Linked DNA regions of Mus musculus: region 1 is linked to region 2. Evidence: chromatin contacts called from public HiChIP or PLAC-seq data. All regions are on one chromosome and are shown on one strand. Each heading gives the region's core, a stretch centred on a gene start, on an enhancer-like site or on the middle of the called end of the contact. The rest is flanking DNA. Distances are from core to core; before and after follow the strand shown. Region 1 holds the start of Prlh (prolactin releasing hormone). Region 2 has its middle 24 kb from the start of Gm35332.

Region 1 (5,954 bases), core at 1,677-4,176, 220 kb after region 2:
CTCCTCCTCCTCCTCCTCCTCTTCCTCCTCCTCCTCCTCTTCCTCCTCCTCCTCCTCCTTCTCCTCCTCCTCCTCCTCCTCCTCCTCCTCCTCTTCCTCCTCCTCCACCTTGTTCTAGAGTTCCTTACCATACCCACCTCCCAAGGAGCCCACTGGCCAGAGCCCTCTTCCAAGGAAGAGGCAGCCATTCCTTGAGAACCCAGATGCTACGCTGACCACGTGTCCAAAGGATGACGGGGCAGCCTAAAGCTTTTCTACAAGTCTGGTGGTGGGCAGGAAATGGTGATCCTGGGGAGACACCTGCCTGGTCTCTTCTCGTGCACAGCTCCTTCAAGAATGTTCTATTGCACCTCAATGATATTTCATATAACCTGTACCTATTGTCGTGGTGATGACGGGGTGAGTTAAATGGCAGAACGTTGAACAGTCCTTTCACCAGCACAGACCTGCAGATACTTCAACACTTCCAGAATATATGCTGGTGAAAGAATGAGGCTCAGCACCTCTAAGCGGGCTCAGGAGTCTTCCCAGAAGGCACACCCCGAAAGGCAAACACTGACCTTTCCAGGTGATCTGAGCTCTTCTATCTATTTTTGTGTGCACTAATTCTTTCTCATTACATGTAAATTACCTTTCCAGCATAATAGACTTCCTTTTTTAAAAGATTTTTTTGCCTGCGTGTATGGGGTGAGGTGTGTACACATCTATGAGGGGACGCTGTGCACTTGTGCATAGAGACCAGAGATTAATGTGGTGTCTTCCTCAGTCATGTCTCCATTTCCTGTTTTTGAGACACTGATCTTGGAGGTTGTCAATTTGGCTAAGCTGACTGGCCAGTGAGCATCAGGGGTCTTCCACACCTCTGCTCTCTCTACCTTAGCACTGGGGTTATAAACCGGCGCTGCCATGTTCTGCCTTTAAACCTACCTTACAATAAAAGTAACACTCTGTTTCGTTTTCATTTTTTTATTGTTTTGCTTTATTGAGGCAGCCTGGTTTTGAACTCATAGCCATCCTCCTGCTTCACTTCCCAGAGAGCTGGGGTTACAGTCATGTACCACAATGCCAGGCTTCTGATTGTATTGTATCAATAAACTTGGTGTGTTCTCAGCCATAGACTCAGGATGAACCAGAGAAAATGTGTCTAGAGACCGTGCATGTGGATAAGCAAGCTGAGGGGACAACCAGAGTAGGAGGTACCCACCTGGGTTCAAGGGACTTCCTGGCCACAATTCCAGGAAGTCATGGCTCAGGTGGGACAAGTATTCAGAAGAGGCCATATTCTAGTTCACATTGAGAGGACGGGTGGACACGTCACTGTGGAGTCTGCCCAAAGGAGAGCGTGAAGAGGGGGCAGGGGGGGTGTTAATGTGTTTTAAAGCCACTTGGCCCAAATGAAATTATATAATTCAGGAAGGAACAAACCACGTCAGTGATGAGAGGTTTGGGTTTTTTTTTTTTTTAAGAAGGTAAAAAAAGAAAGGAAAGGAAAAAAAAGACGGAGTGTCTTGATGAGATGATGAGAGAAGAGACGTAGTGGAAACTGCAGGCTATAAGCAAAGACGCCATCTCAAGGAGGGGTCTGGGGGCGTCCTTTGCCTCCTTGTTGGCCTATAAAAGATAAGCAGGCAGGCAGACCTCACCTCACGCCCAGGCAGCCTTATCGCCACACTCAAGGGACAGAGAGAGGGTGAGTAACTTGGCAGTGCTGGAGAGGGCTGGGTGTTGCTGTGACTTCCAGCTTCTCCACAAGTGTTTTCTCTGCCAGGCTTACTGGGCAGCCAAGTGCGGGCACCAAGCAGGACAAGCAGAGAGAACTACCTGTGGTCTGTGGTCTAGGACCACACACCATTCTGGGGTCTCTGACACTCAAGGGCTGTCCATGATGGAGGGCAGGTGAAGGTGGCCCTCAGTGGGACACCTCAAGCAAAGCCCAGAAGGCACCCTCCAGAAAGGCTCAGAACTCAGGATCAGTTAGCATTCTCAGTCCCCATCACCCAGCCTGAGTGGGTGCAGTCTTTACAATGATTCATGGTGGCTCCTCCATTCCTCTAGTTAGGGTTCCCCTTCACTGTGTGGGACATCCCAGGAGGAGGAGGAGGAGAGGGTGGGCATTTAAAGAGCTCTGATGGACAGCGCTGTGTGGACAAGGAGAAGCTGGAGCGTCAAAGTCAGCTGGGGGGGGGTCTTCCTTGAGCATCTTCTAATAGGACCTGAAATGTCAGGGGTAGGAAGAAAAGGGTCCCCTGCAGGAAGTATCACAGGTGGATGCTATGTGGTAGGTCAGAACACTCCATCAGCAGGGTACCAGTTCCCATACACAGTGGCGGCAGCCTTCCCATGTCATTCAGGGGGACTCTGTGAGGAGAGGCCCATTCTGGAGTCTCAGCAAACTGAGTCTAAAGTCCTGGGTTATTGTAGAGGCTGTGAGGTGTGAGCTCTCTGGGGATGTGGGATGCTAAGTGTCCTCCATTGCCTGCCTGGCTCTCAGTGTCAGGAGATCCCAGACAAAGTGTGAGGAAAGCCTGGGCACTGAGGTTCCAATATGTTCCAACTCCTAGCTACCTCTGAGGTTGGGCAAATTGTTCTCCACCTCTGCTGACCACAAGGCTGCCCATAAATCTGCTTCCCACCAAGGCCTGGGTGTCTACCTCCCAGCTCTTGACACAGATGGACAGACAGACCCAAGGATGTCCCAAGACAGCCACCTGTGCACAGCTCACACCTCTCCCCTGATAATTGTAGCTATGTGCACTAAACATATGCATTTGCACACCTCATAGGCACGGACACGCACCACACACACACGTACATCTGTACAAACAACCTAGGGTCCCTCCTGGCTTTGTGCATACAACGTACTCTGCATCTCTACCCCCAGGCTTCAGGATCCAATCTCCAGGGCATCATCCAGGAAGCCGGAAGCATGGCACCGAGGACCTGGCTTCTGTGCTTGCTGCTGCTAGGCTTAGTCCTCCCAGGAGCTTCCAGCCGAGCCCACCAGCACTCCATGGAGACCCGCAGTGAGTGCCTGGCATATGGAGGACAGCCACTGTCACCTCCCATCCATATGCTTCCCAAATGCCTTGAGTACCCAGCCCCTGAATGGGAGGTTAGCCATCTCCTAAGCCAGTGGTTTCCAACCTTCCTAATACAGAACTTTTAATACAGATCCTTATGTTGTGGTGACCCCCAGCCAGAAAATTATTGTGATGCTGTTTTCATAGTTGTAAGTTTTGCTACTGTTATGGATCATAATGTTAATATCTGAAATGCAGGATGTCTGATATGCGCCCTTCCCCCCAAACAAAAGGGACACAACCCACAGGTTGAGAGCCTCTGGGATCTAAGCAAAAGCTACCTTACCATGCAGTCAGTTGGGAGATTGGTCCTGTTAAGATCTCCCCAGAATGGTCCTGTTTCCTGTCCTCATCATTCCCCTAACCCATCTTTGTGGGGTCCCTTAAGACTTTGGAGGATGACAGTCAGACAGGAAGAGAATACTGATCCTGGCATATGTCTAAATAAATTCCCTAAAGCCACACCACTGCCCAGATATGCCCAGCCAGTGTAATCAGGGTGGGTGCCAACATGGCCTGGTGCCCAGGTTTCCATCAGCTTAGGGGCTCCCGTGTCCCATACGCTGCTCTGACTCTTTCCTTTCCAGCCCCTGACATCAATCCTGCCTGGTACACGGGTCGTGGGATCAGGCCTGTGGGCCGCTTCGGGAGGAGGAGGGCAGCCCTGAGGGATGTCACCGGACCTGGCCTGCGGTGCCGGCTAAGCTGCTTCCCACTGGATGGAAGTGCCAAGTTCTCTCACAGCTCATGAAGACAGTGATGCTGAGCCCAAGCCCACCCTCCCTGTCCCCCCGCAGAGCCTCCTCCACCCTCCCTTTCCGGTTTTCCCTCTGATCTAATAAAAGTGCTGGCTTTGTTTATTGTACACTTGTAACTATGTGGTAACAAACCGGAAGGTGCTTTCTCTCTGGGGAGGGTAACCATGAAAGAAGCTCAGAACCCAGTAACCTCTTTGGAAAGAAGAGGCTCCCACCTGCCCCCAATAGAACAACTGAGATCGCTCATTACCAGGCCCCACAGAGGTTGTCCTGGTCCCTTAAGACCCTGCAGTGGGGGAAGGGAATGTTGATTCAGTGTTCCTATAAATTCCTGTTCCCCAAAACCACATCACTGCCCAGAAATGGGGTGCCCTTTTCTTGGTCACTTGTTCCCACAAGCTTCCACCTACACAAGGTACCCTGAACACATGCTCAGCTTGCATACTGCATAAAGCCAGGGTAACCACACACTACACTATGTAAGATACTTGGTCCCAGAGAAAAGCCACACAACGCCCCTGGCATGGCTCACGTCCTTCTCTTGGCATTTTTTGGTTTGTTTTTTTTTTTTGTTTTTGTTTTTGTTTTTTTGTTTTTTTGTTTTGTTTTGTTTTGTTTTTGTTTTTTTGTTTTTTTTTTGTTTTTTTGGTTTTTCGAGACAGGGTTTCTCTGTAAAGCCCTGGCTGTCCTGGAACTCACTTTGTAGACCAGGCTGGCCTTGAACTCAGAAATCCGCCTGCCTCTGCTTCCCAAGTGCTGGGATTAAAGGCATGCGCCACCACGCCCGGCAGCATTTTTAAGATTAACATTTAGAGATGTTTAGGGGTTTGCTGCAAAAATTAGATGCTATCAAAGTGTTGTTCCTAGCACCCAGAACAGAGAACATTCATTACAGCCTATGAAGCCACCAAGTGTCATCGCACAGGACCTATGCTATCCATAGGTGCATGTTCGGCATTGTGTCTGCTGTTTGGGCAAATGTATTACGTGGCTCCACCAGTTCAGTGACAATGTGGTGCCCCTCATCACCCTGAACACACCCCATTCCTTGTCCCTTGCAGAATCCTGCAGCTACCAACACACATGGGTATGTTAACCTACTTCCTGCTCAGAGGAGAATCCCAGAGACTTGACCCCATTCTTTTTGATCCTATAGGCCTCCTTTAAAGTCACTTGGGGTGTCCTATGCCCTTTGTCAAACACAAAGTGACTGGCACATAACACAGCTGGTGCTCCCAGAAAAGGGGGGAAAGTCAGACAGGAGCTGAGGGAGACGCCGTGGGAAGCCGGGGCAGCTGAAATTCACCTGCACAGAGGAGTGCCAATGGCTGCCAGCAGCCTCACCCACCAGCACAGAAGCCTGAACTGGCCTCTTCTCAGCTCAGTAGGTGCCATCTTACCCTCAGATCAAGATGATTCTCAGCTGGGGGTCATCTGGCTGGCTGCTGTCTATGCTGTTCCCCTCAGGTTACCCTCAGGCTGCTGTGACTGTTGTCACAGGCCGCTATGACTGTTGTCACAGGCCGCTATGACTGTTGTCACAGGCCGCTATGACTGTTGTCACAGGCCAACTCCCCTCCAGTTCTTTCTACTCCCTGTATACTTCATCACCTTCCAACGCCACTTTTTCCTGGGGTGGTGACATGTGGCTGCGGTGAAAGGCATAAGTGGGGATTGGCTGGGATCTCAGATGAAGGTCTCATGACCTTACCCATCCCTCCTCCCGGGCAGGAACACAGGCTGGCTCTTGTTGATGGTTTCCTGCAGGCAATAGCTGCTGCTCTGACAGCAGTGGTAATGGCTGCCATGCTTGGAGGACATCCTCCCACAGCTCTTATCCAGAAAGAACCAGCTCCTCGTCTGGAAAGATGAATGGAGGCGTACTCATCTTTTCCACAGTCTGGGAACGGTTTTAAAACATACAGAAAAGTTCACAAGACATTGTAAGGACTATCTCAACCTACATGGACTCATCAGCCATCCTGTCTGCCTGCTTCCTACTTCCCATCCTTGCCAACCTACATTTGATGACAAGCTGCAGACACCAAGACATTGCCTCAAAGAGTTCAAACCTTTCTCCCAAGAATAACACAAAGTGTAAGCCTGGAAAAGTCTA
Region 2 (5,977 bases), core at 3,378-5,877:
TGATAAGGGCATTAATTAAAAACAGACCAAGAGCATCCGAGGAATCATTCCCTTCATGGGTGAGCCCATGAAGAGCCGATGACTCTGGGATCCTGGGATCTAAAGGGACTGAGGCAGAATGAACAAGTATGGATTCCTGCTCATAGGAACACCCATTGACCACAGTAAGCACACCATTTGATGTTAGAAATTAACTAACATATGGGGAAACTGCAAGGTGCCCAGGAGCCATCTAGACTTCCATAACTTTTCTGAAAACCTAAAACCAAAACACATATTTCTAAAGATATAACCTAAACAGCCTGCTCCATTGGGCCAGGGGTCAAGGACATTCATGGTTCTTGTTTTCCAAGTCACTTTGATTTACCTGTGTTATCGTTTTGTTTCCTCAGATCCTTGCCCCAGTCAGAACAAGACCTTGGCTCACCCAGTAGCTACAAGAGAGCTAAGCCAGCTTCAAAACACAGGTGGAGAGATACAGGGTCCATAGACCCCTGAGCATCTGCCATGCCCTGAGATCGTGTGAATCGTCACTTCACAAACTAGCTTGTCAGGAGAACCATATGCAGCTATCTCCTCCCCAGGCAGGTTCTTGCTTGAATCCTAGCTACAACTGTCCACACTGGTCCCTTATGGCAGCTCCCAAATCTCAACAGCAGCATCAACAAATGGGCTCCTGGAGCCTCTGGCTGTAGCTCTATCTGACAGGACTCAATCCCCACCAAAGAGCCTTAGACCAGGGGTTACACATTCATGTGAACCCAAGCACCAGATAAGGATGCAAGTAAAGGGGCCTTTTCCAGGAAACAGATTTCAAAACTTTACTTAACCATGATATATCTGATAGCAAACACTTTTAACTCAAAACTGGAAAAATACAAATGGGGAAAGGTAAGTATTATTTTCTCAGTTATTTATCTGAAATCAAATAATTGAAGTCTACCGTATTTGCTTTCTATTGTTGGAATAAAGACACTTTGACTAAAAGCAACTTCTGCAAGAAAGGGTTCATTCCAGCTTATAGCTTATAATCTATCATCAAGGGAAGTCAAGGCAGGAACTGAAGCGGAGATCATAGAGAGGTGCTCTGTCTGATTTCTTATACTACACGGGACCACCTTGTCCAGGGGTGGGACCACCCACAATAAGCTAGGGTGACCCACATCAATATTAGTCAATACAACCCCTTAAAGACTTGCCTAAACGCCAACCTGATAGTAGGCTTTTTCTCAGTTAAACTTCCCTCTTTCCAGATGACACTATCTTGTATCAGGTTGACAAAAACAAACAAACAAACAAACAAACAAACAACCAGTACAGAGTCAAAATCATGATTTTCTATTACTAAAATTCTAGCAAATGGGGTCCATTATTATTGCTGCTCACAAATGTGAAATCCATTCTATGAGGGCTCAACCTCCCCCAGGGGGTTGTTGCCCATGTGCTGGCAGATATCCCACACTCTAAAGTGACCCCTTATGACTTTAGAGCATTGATTCTCAACCTGTCAGTCACGGCCCCTTGGGAGAATAACATATCAAATATCCTGCATATCAAACATCTACATTATGATCCATAACAGTAGCAAAACTAGAGGTGTGCACTATCAATGAAATAATTTTATGGCTGGAGTCACCACACCATGAGGTATTAAAGAGTCTCAGTGTTAGAAAGGTTGAGAACCGCTTGCTTCTCTAGAGGAGACCTGCAGATTGATGCTGAGCGAGGTAATGGCTCAATCGCTTCATTTTCATTCCTGATCCTGTACACACTGGAAAGCACACAGCCTAATGTTGTGTCGTGATTAATGTAGTTGGGTCAGAATGAGCACATATGGTCACAGTTGGGTACCTTTAATAGTTGTGTTAGTTGGATAAATCCACACAACCGAAGATGCTCAAACCAGGTGACCAGGTCTGATATCTGAAGCCATTTTTTGGATTTCACCTCTCACTCCAATAGTTCCAGAGCTGGCATTCAGGTGAAGCAATGGAAAATGGACCCATTCACAATGTATGAACTGACTCATTAAAAATCATGTAGCAAGTTGTCTCTGGAGAGGGGAAAAAAGCCAAACATGAACTTCATTTTTGCCTAATTTACTGAAGCACTGGGTCTCAATTCCAAATTTGTTACAGAGGACAGGATTATTTCCTTCTGAGATGTTATTGTGTGGATTTGAAACAGCATTTTGGTATTGTGTCAGAGCTAGTGGCCTTCCCACATGTCTTAGTCAAGGTTTCATTGCTGTGAACAGACACCATGACCTTGGCAACTCTTACAAAGGAGAACATTTAGTTGGGGCTGTCTTACAGGGTCAGAGGTTCAGTCCATTGTCATTACAACATGAAGCATGGTGGCATGCTGGCAGACAGGGTGCTGGAGAGAACTGAGAGTTCTATGTCTGGATCAGCAAGCAGCAGGAGAGGAGCTGGCTTGAGCATCTGAGACCTCAGAGCCCACTCTCTTGTGGCATACTTCTGCCAACAAAGCCACACCTACTCCAACAATGCCACACATCCCAAGAGTGCCACTCCCTATGTTACCAAGCAGTTAAACACATGAATCGATGGGGGGCATTCCTATTCAAACCACCACGGCACAGCACATACAGTAGTGATCATACACCCACAATCACATTGTCCCAGGGCAGACACGGGGGCCCAGAGCAAGACCATGTCAGATTTACTGACTCACTTCTCACCTGTGTCCTCTCTTTTAGCACAAAGTATTCTGGGACTGTTGCTGAGAATAGTCCAAGCCCATGTGCTAGCAAGCATGGTCACTTGGTTTGAACATCTTCAGTTGTGTGGATTTACCCAACTAACACAACTATTAAAGGTACCCAACTGTGACCATATGTGCTCATTCTGACCCAACTACATTAAACTTTATGATATCTCTCGGCTTTTAGAAACTATGTGACTTCTCAAACTGTAGGATAACTTGCACAACAGATTCCAAAGTTCCCAAAGATCCTCACTGACGGCTGGGAAAGCACAGCTCTTGGGCAGCCTTGTTGGTATCCACGTTTTCTTTACTAACAAGAAAACTTTACTGCAAGTGAGTAGCCTTTTCCCCAACTTTTCCCTAAATGTTCTTCATGATGTTTGCAGGAAACCAAGTGCAGTATATGTGTGCAGAACATACAACTTCAGGACACTGAAGAGATACGCTGGTAAAATTGACCTTGTATCTGGGTAGCTGTTTTCACTTACAACATAAGCGTTTTTTTGTTTGTTTGTTTGTTTGTTTGGTTGGTTGGTTGGTTTTTGTTTGTTTGTTTGTTTGTTTGTTTTTGGTTTTGCATATCAGTTGCCCATCTCTCTCTCCCTCCCTCTCTCCCTCTCTCCCTCCCTCCCTCCCTCCCTCCCTCCCTCCCTCCCTCCTTCCCTCTCTCTCTCTCTCTCTGTCTCTCTCTCTCTGTCTCTCTCTCTGTCTCTCTCTCTCTCTCTCTCTCTCTCTCTCTCTCTGTGTGTGTGTGTGTGTGTGTGTGTGTGTGTGTGTGTGTGTGTGTGTGTGTGTGGTTTGAGTGTGGAATGTCCTCCACAGGGTTGTGTACTTGAATTCTTGTTTCCCCAACTGTTGGCACTGCTGGAGAATGCTGGAGAACCCTAAGGAGATGGAGCTTTAATGGAGGAAGTGGGTTGCTGGGCTTGGGCTGAGTGTGGATGCAGGATGATTAGCCAGCACCTGCTCTTGCCAGCTTGCCTTGCCTCCATGATGGACTGTGTCCCTCTGGAACCATGAGCCCAGATGACTCTTCCTCCCTGAAGTCACCGTTAGCGACTTTTATCACAGCAACAGAAAAGTAACTGAGACAGGCCCATTGGAATGATCTGCTTTTACAGTGTGTTAAATTTTCCACCAGGTTTTTCATTCCTCAAAAACATTTATTGTTTAGTAGAACAAACTACTATTGTTCCAGTTGGAGGTTTTCTGTACACAGTTCTTGGGGAGGAAATAGGCACACAGTCATTTCACTTTCAAACATCCATTGGTTTGGATTTTATACATCTGCTCATTCTTTCTTCTTCTTGGAAACCATACTGTTCTTTCTTTTAAAAAAAAGTGTGTGTCTTTATAGGGTATTAAGGAGAACTAGAGAAATATTTAATTCCTCTCTTTACTACAATAAACACGGTATAAATGGTACCAGAGTGTGCCTGGCGTTGGGTTACAGGAAAGGGTCATGAGCCTTGGAGGAAGGAAAACTCACAATGTGGCTGAGCTCGAGGAAGGCTGGGAGGCTGCCTGCTGGACTTGGTCAGTTTAAAGAGAAAACACAAGGATTAGAGATGCGCATAGCGCAGTAGCAGAACACTTGCCTCACAGACCTTAGGTTTGATCCCCAGTATGGCAACAACAAAAACAAACAAGAAACTGCAGAGCCAGACTTTTAAACCTTCTAATTAACTTCTCAGTAAAAGCAAAAGCTCTATTTCCCCCATCTACAGAATAAATAAAGCTGTATGTGGCCATCGTGGCCAACAGACTCCAAGCCTGAGAGGCTTGCTTAGAAGAGTGACTCTAGAATGTCACCAATACTGAATAGGGATAGGAGGTGTCCCAACAGACCAGGTGAGTCACCCTGTTCCCTTCAACAGCTCTCTGATCAGTCTCTCACTCCAGCGGGTACAGCTACTGGTCTTGGCCACTAACTCAGCGCTGACTCATGAATGGATGAGCCACCAGCTTCCACAGCTTCCACACAAAGCTGAGCTCACCCATCCACTCCACCTATTTGTCCTCTTGGGTCCAGCATCCTGGGTTTTGTAAGCCAAAGAGGATCAAGGCATCTTTGTGCCCTTCCATTGTAGATCAGCAGATACACCCAATGAAAGGTTAGGAAGCTTGCCAAAGCTACACAACTTGCCAGAGGTGATGTGAGTGCCAAGTTCACTCAAGAGCTGGTCCTGGGTCCCTACTCCTCTCCCCTCAGGAAAATTCCTATGAGTGGCATCACCTTGAATCCCAGAGCATAGCTTCCGTAGCTGGAAGCTAATACCAGTTCTGGGCTTCTGAAATGCATTTGTTCCTCCAGGGAAACAGAAAGGAGAGGGATGGAAGCTGAAAATAGATGGGTAAAGCATGCTGCCAGGGACACATGGAGGTTCTAACTTCAGGATATACCTACAAATTACAACTTTCTTTACCTTAAGATACATTAAGTAACAGTGCATTAAAATAAAAGGATAAATTGCTATGGAGTAATTGGTTGACTTTATCCTTTCTGAAGGAGTCAAAAATCTAAGTGACTGTCTTAGTTTCTTTTCCTGTTGCTGGGATAAAATACCTAATAAAAACAACTTAAAGGAAAAGATTTATCTCAGCTCACAGTTCCATGCTACAGTCTATAATGACAGGAGCTTGAAGGAGTTGGTCACATCCATAATCAGGAAGAGAGCAATGAATGCACATTTGCTCAGCTTGCTGCCTCTGTTCTTGTACATTCCAGGATCCCTTGCCTAGGGAATAGTGCCACCCACAATAGTAATCGAGGAAATCTCCCAAAGAAATGCTCACAGGCCAACATAAACAATCCCTCATCGAAACTGCCTTCCTGGGTGATTGTAGATTGTGTCAAGTTGACACTAAAAACTGATCATCACAGTAACTCAAGCAAAAATCATCATAAAAATTATCTATGGTTCAGCAAGCAGACAGAGCCTGGAATGAGCATACTTCCTGAAGAAAGAATGTCACCGAGATGCATCCCCCAGGAGAAGAGTGACAGATATAGTGACAGACAAAGATATGCTTCAAGATAAGTGCTTTGATGAGTTTGCCACACTCCATATCAAGATGAAAGGACCAGAGAACAGAACCCAACTACATACTCTTATCAAGACAGTTGCTTAATGTCGGTCAGTAGTAAAGTGAGAAAGAACTCTCAGAAGGTTATAACTAGAAGGCTTCAGCAAAGCCCTCCATATTGCAAAGCTACAGAGAGGCCAACAGAACTGCCGAGAAAGGC

What was found. HiChIP or PLAC-seq counts read pairs in DNA pulled down with a chosen protein or histone mark.
Region 1: an HNF4G HiChIP or PLAC-seq map of pancreatic cancer cells shows a contact between it and region 2. The contact joins the promoter of Prlh here to the enhancer-like site in region 2. A contact is called at or near these places in 3 of 39 promoter capture datasets (hippocampal neurons, maxillary cranial neural crest and second pharyngeal arch cranial neural crest), 1 of 484 Hi-C or Micro-C datasets (cortical neurons), 1 of 115 datasets of contacts at active chromatin or transcription factors (pancreatic cancer cells) and 1 of 9 other capture datasets (embryonic stem cells).

Annotation. Positions count from the first base shown.
Region 1 is chr1:90,950,182-90,956,135 of GRCm38.p6, forward strand. Prlh (prolactin releasing hormone) reads left to right here and starts at 2,927. Exons shown (of 2, transcript NM_001101647.1): 1 at 2,927-3,023; 2 at 3,668-3,831. The coding sequence starts at 2,927. The coding sequence ends at 3,831. Mlph (melanophilin) reads left to right here. Exons shown (of 16, transcript NM_053015.3): 16 at 1-961.
Region 2 is chr1:90,725,019-90,730,995 of GRCm38.p6, forward strand. No RefSeq gene overlaps it. Among named protein-coding and RNA genes, the nearest start is that of Gm35332, 24 kb to the left of the region's middle. Within about 2 kb of position 4,628, at least 23 of the 459 cell types and tissues checked have an H3K27ac peak or open chromatin away from gene starts, as enhancers often do. A contact at or near this core is called in pancreatic cancer cells, where this site is marked.